Regions from separate parts of the Ovis aries genome. Here region 1 is linked to region 2. The links are chromatin contacts, called in public Hi-C maps. All regions are on one chromosome and are shown on one strand. Each heading gives the region's core, a stretch centred on a gene start, on an enhancer-like site or on the middle of the called end of the contact. The rest is flanking DNA. Distances are from core to core; before and after follow the strand shown. Region 1 overlaps PTPA (protein phosphatase 2 phosphatase activator). Region 2 overlaps PTGES (prostaglandin E synthase).

Region 1 (2,700 bases), core at 29-2,528, 530 kb after region 2:
CCCATGGCTGTGGACTCACTCTCTCACTCCCCCAGGGAGGGCAACTCTTACAAAACTGCAAGATCAAAGCTGAAAACGCTGCCATTTTACCCCTGTCATCTCCCTCCCCTGGCCCAAGTCCCCCCAAAAAACCTGTCTCAACCCCCCGGTTCAGTAGCATGGACAATGGGCTCCTTCCCTGAGCAGTGAGGCCACGGCCCAAGGTCCCCACTGGGCTTCTCCTGGGCTGGTCCCTTCACCCAGACTTCCCCCTCCTCTCTCTAAGATTCCTTCCTGCAGGAAGGCAGCCAGGAGCCCCCAGCCTGCAGGTGCTGGCCCTCGCCCTCAGCCCTCAGAGCTTGTTCCGGAGCCCCACTCCATCAGACTCCACCCCCATCCTCCCCTCGCCCCGCCCCTTCCCCAGGCGCCCTGCCCCACAGGAGGAGTGCCAGGCTCCAGCCCTCTCTTGCATACTTCCAGGCCCTGAGAAGCTCAGGGATCACTGGAGCTATAGAACCAGTCTCACTCTGGACTGAGCCCTGTGAGAAACCACCCAGGAGGCACCCTGCTGGCCTGTCACAGCTGCAGCTCCACGAGTCTGCTCAGCAACGGCTCTTAGGCCAAGGCTAGCAAGGGGGCGTCGGCCAGCCTTCCCCACTAGGGGCACAGGATGGCAAGCCGAAAGGCCTCTCTGGCACCCTGGCAGAGCCAGGGGGAGGCCTGAGCCCCGAGGCCCCAGAGGCCCTGGCCCCCTCCCTGGAAAGGCCAAAGATGCTTTCTCTAGAGGGGCTGGCCCACCCCCACCCTTCAGTCCTTTGGAAGGAGCCTCTGTAACTCTGGAAAGGAAAACAGATGAGGAGAAAAAGGAAAGGGGTCGAGAAGACAAAAAAAAAAAAAAAATTAGCTCATTCTAGCCACAAAGGGAGAAGAGAAAGCTAGAAGGAGCAAGCGAGCTGCAGTCCCGCAGTGACCCCAGGGGAATTGTGAGTCAGAGCAGCCATATTGAGCAGGAAATTACTCACAGACGCTGCGTTCCTGCCTCTTCACTCCCAAGAGAATCGGCCTTTTGTAAATGGTTCCTCTGTCAGTAACTGAGGGGGGATGGGGTGGGGGGGAGGCTCTGCACAGCGCTTTCCTGTCAGCTCCTTCCCTTCCAGCTGAAATCTGATCCCTCCCTTCCCAAAACTCCAAATTTAGAAGCCAGATTGAAACTGAAATTCTTTTCCTGCCTGCCCTGGGCTCTTAAAGGCGCCAGGGCTGCATTTCCTGAGGTGGAGAAGCCTGCCCCACGACGGCCTTGTGCGGGAGGCCCAGGGCCACCAGGGCAGGTCCCAGGCTGGCCCAGTCTCCTTTCCGACTCGTCTGTTCAGTCTCCCAGCTGCGCCAGCCCTAGCGAATCCCTGGTTTTGCAGCGGCAACACTGCCCCCGCCCCCGGCCACAGCACGCAGGCCACGGCACACAGAGCTCCTTGCAACCGTCAGTCAGGGCCTCCCTCACCACCACCGAGGGGCTGCGAAAGCCCTGTCTGGGTGCTGAGCCCAGACTCTGGAGAACTAGCTCAATGTGTGCCTTCAACAGGAACCGCACCAGCCGGCTCAGGGCTGGCCAAATAGGTGAGTCCCTGCCAGCACTCTGAGCTCTGCGGCATGCCCCTACTAGCGTCCAGCGCCGCCCACCACGCCCAAGCACCAGATCCAGGGGGAGAACCAGGCCTTGAACAGAGCGTGCGGAACAACCTAGAACTCGAGGGCGTGCAGCCTCCTCCCGGTTCACGCCTCTACCTCAACTGTTATCAAAACCTCCACTAAGTTCAGTGTCTCTTTAGCACCACCTAGCGGAGATGGAGAAGCTCTATACAGTCAACAAAAACAAGACCAGGAGCTGACTGTGGCTCAGATCATGAACTCCTTATTACCAAATCCAGACTCAAATTGAAGAAAGTAGGGAAAACCACTAGATCATTCAGGTATGACCTAAATCAGATCCCTTATGAATATACAGTGGAAGTGAGAAACAGATTTAAGGGACTAAATCTGATAGAGTGCCTGATGAACTATGGATGGAGGTTCGTGTCGTTGTACATGAGACAGGGATGAAGACCATCCCCATGGAAAAGAAATGCAAAAAAGCAAAATGGCTGCCTGAGGAGGCCTTACAAATAGCTTTGAAAAGAAGAGAAGCAAAAAGCAAAGGAGAAAAGTAAAGATATAAGCATCTGAATGCAGAGTTCCAAAGAATAGCAAGAAGAGATAAGAAAGCCTTCCTCAACAATCAATGCAAAGAAATAGAGGAAAACAACAGAATGGGAAAGACTAGAGATCTCTTCAAGAAAATTAGAGATACCAAGGGAACATTTCATGCAAAGATGGGCTCGATAAAGGACAGAAATGGTATGGACCTAACGTAAGCAGAAGACATTAAGAAGAGGTGGCAGGAATACACAGAAGAACTGTACAAAAAAGATCGTCACAACCAAGATAATCACGATGGTGTGATCACTCACCTAGAGCCAGACATCCTGGAATGTGAAGTCAAGTGGGCCTTAGAAAGCATCACTATGAACAAAGCTAGTGGAGGTGATGGAATTCCAGTTGAGCTCTTTCAAATCCTGAAAGATGATGCTGTGAAAGTGCTGCACTCAATATGCCAGCAAATTTGGAAAACTCAGCAGTGGCCACAGGACTGGAAAAGGTCAGTTTTCATTCCAATCCCAAAGAAAG
Region 2 (2,700 bases), core at 109-2,608:
AGGCCATTAACAGGGCTTCGCTTCCTGAGCGGCTCACAGGCACCAGCTTGGAGTCACAGTCCCCATCTGCCTCTGGGGTACCTCCTTGTCCCCGCCACAGTGGACATCAGTCTGGTATGCCAGAGATGATCCCCAGGGGCGCAGGGCCTTTGGGGGCAGAGGGTCCCAGCATCCAGGACATTCTCGAAGCTGACACCTGGCTGACTGCACCCCTTTTTCTTCTCAGAGCCCACCGGAACGACATGGAGACCATCTACCCCTTCCTGTTCCTGGGCTTTGTCTACTCCTTCCTCGGACCGAACCCCTTCATCGCCCGGATGCACTTCCTGGTCTTCTTCCTGGGCCGCATGATACACACCGTGGCCTACCTGGGGAAACTGCGGGCGCCCACCCGCTCCCTGGCCTACACCCTGGCCCAGCTCCCCTGCGCCTCCATGGCCCTGCAGATTGTCTGGGAGGCAGCCCGCCATCTGTGACCAGCCATGGACGCCACCTCGGCCGCCAGACCACTGGCCACGAGCCACTGGGGCTGAACCTGGGGGACCGATGGCCCCTTTGAGATTGTGACAGGCCCCGGGGCTGGGTTTCCTGGCAACTGGCTGAGCACGCGATCTTGGCCCCAGGGGACCTGTGTGTGTTTGCCCGTGTGTCCCCTGGATTCCTGGGTGAAGCGGCTGATTTGGAACTGTTTAGAGATGGACTGTCACGATTGATAGAAAATTCTTCCACTGTAAAAACCTCCCTCCCTCCCTCCTCCTCCCCAACGCTGGAAAAAGCGAACAGAGACTCAGTTCACGTTTTGGAACCTAACGACCTTCTGAATCCAGGGATGTAATAAATGAGGAGTTCTCACCTCCACCGCAGAGATTCTGGTTCAGCTGGTCGAGAGGGGAGTCTGGGCATCTGCATTTTTTGAAAGCTCCCTTGGGAGTCCCAGCAATGGTGGGTCTGGGTACCATTGCCAGTTCTCTCTCCAGGAGGGCCCAGGACAGGCAGGGTGTGAATTTCCCTTAGGATGGGAGTTGAGTGGTTGGGGGTAGGGTTGTGTGCCTTCGTGCCCCGCTGACACTTCCCTGTGATCTGCCACATTCCCTGGCTGGACGTTCCTATCCTTGGCACAGGTGCTGATCGGGAGGGCCCACCAGGAAGGCTGGCCTTCTCTTCCTGAGGCTGTAGTTGCTCCAAAGCGCTGTCAGTCAAGAATGATGGGCTTTGAAGGACCAACGGCTAGAAGAAATGTTCCGGCTCCTTTCGTATTTGTGAGGTTTGAAAACCACCGCCGTGTCCCTGGACTCGCTCTAAGACCGTGTGGGTTCAGTCGCTGATGAACTGTCTGACCAGCTCAGCGCCTTGGCTGCTGCTTCCTGGCCATTCACTGCTGTCCAGGCTGGCCAAGGATCTGGCTCCCTGGACACTTTTGTGGGTTTGTGTCTGGGGCAAACACACAAACACGCCCAGACTAGGGCGTTACGCCACACAGAATGCAAGCCGACTCCTGGGAGACACTCACTCCACCTCCTGTCACGGGCAAGGAGGAGGGGCACTAGGCCAGCATTTTGGCAGAGGAGAAAACCAAAGCTCAGAGTGGACTCCCTGCAGTGAGGGATCAGCTCTGAACCCAGCTTCGGTCTGGCTCCCAAACCGGCTCTAACCACTGCGCCCTCCAGCCTCACTTTCCACAACCACCCCCACCCCCACTCCCAGCACTGCTCCTTTCTTCTAGGATCTGGGGACGCCCCCTCCCACTACCCTGCAGCCCCTGAACTTCTGCCCCGGAGGACTGACGAGCTTGCTGAGTAGGGCGGCAGGATGGAGGCGGGCCTCCCTCGGGACCCCAGGCCTCCCAAGAATTCTGAGGCCCGCTTCCGGCCGCCCTGGGAGCTGCCAGTGGGTAACACTGCCCCCTGGTGGTGAGATGAGCCTCTGTTCAGGAAAAGGAAAAAAGTGAAAGTCGCTCAGTGGAGTCCGACTCTTGCGATCCCATGGACCATACAGTCCATGGAATTCTCCAGGCCAGAATACTGGAGTGGGTAGCCTATCCCGTCTCCAGCGGATCTTCCAGACCCAAGAATCTAACCGGGGTCTCCTGTATCGCAGGCGGATTCTTTACCAACTCAGCTATCAGGGAAGCCCCCAAATATTTATATTATTATTATTATCAGCTGTGTGGAGTCTTCATGAAAGCACATAGTCTTAGTTGTACCACAGCATGTGGGATCTTAGGTCCCCGCCTGGGATCAAACCTGCGTCCCCTGCATTGAAAACATGGAATCTAAATCACTGGACCGTCCCTTCAAGGGCTGCCACTGTACATCTGGGAAACAGGAAGGCGCAGTCCCATGTGCAGTGCCTGCTGTCTGCTAAGCAGGGGCTGGGCGTGGTGTTCACAACTTTTTTTCCCCACTTGAAGCTTAAACGCATCCCAGGAGGGAGATATTTCTGTTTTTTGATGAGGAAAGGCTCTGGAAGGAACCACGACTTGTCCAGCGTCCCTGAGCCGGGGTAGAACAGAGGCGCAGACCCAGTGCGTGCACTTGTATTTTAATATTTTCCCTTCTGGGGAAAGGGGCTGAGAAGGCAAAGTGCCCAGATGAGACCCGAGGGAGGAGGGCATCCGACACTCATGAGGAGCGCGTGACCCTGGAAATGGGTGGGGGGGCTGCCTCTCAGAGCTGCAGCGGCTGCAGCCCCTCGGCCCTG

Evidence for each region. Hi-C and Micro-C count contacts between places; a contact is called where the count stands out from the background.
Region 1: a contact with region 2 is called in a Hi-C map of tail adipose tissue, with 2.4 times the contacts expected there. The contact joins two enhancer-like sites. A contact is called at or near these places in 2 of 16 Hi-C or Micro-C datasets (hypothalamus and tail adipose tissue).

The regions. Positions count from the first base shown.
Region 1 is chr3:7,321,288-7,323,987 of ARS-UI_Ramb_v3.0, forward strand. The region is part of intron 8 of PTPA (protein phosphatase 2 phosphatase activator); the gene reads right to left. Among named protein-coding and RNA genes, the nearest start is that of PTPA, 26 kb to the right of the region's middle. Within about 2 kb of position 1,279, at least 52 of the 54 cell types and tissues checked have an H3K27ac peak or open chromatin away from gene starts, as enhancers often do. A contact at or near this core is called in tail adipose tissue, where this site is marked.
Region 2 is chr3:6,790,228-6,792,927 of ARS-UI_Ramb_v3.0, forward strand. PTGES (prostaglandin E synthase) reads left to right here. Exons shown (of 3, transcript XM_027966307.2): 3 at 227-858. The coding sequence ends at 476. Among named protein-coding and RNA genes, the nearest start is that of PTGES, 12 kb to the left of the region's middle. Within about 2 kb of position 1,359, at least 8 of the 54 cell types and tissues checked have an H3K27ac peak or open chromatin away from gene starts, as enhancers often do. A contact at or near this core is called in tail adipose tissue, where this site is marked.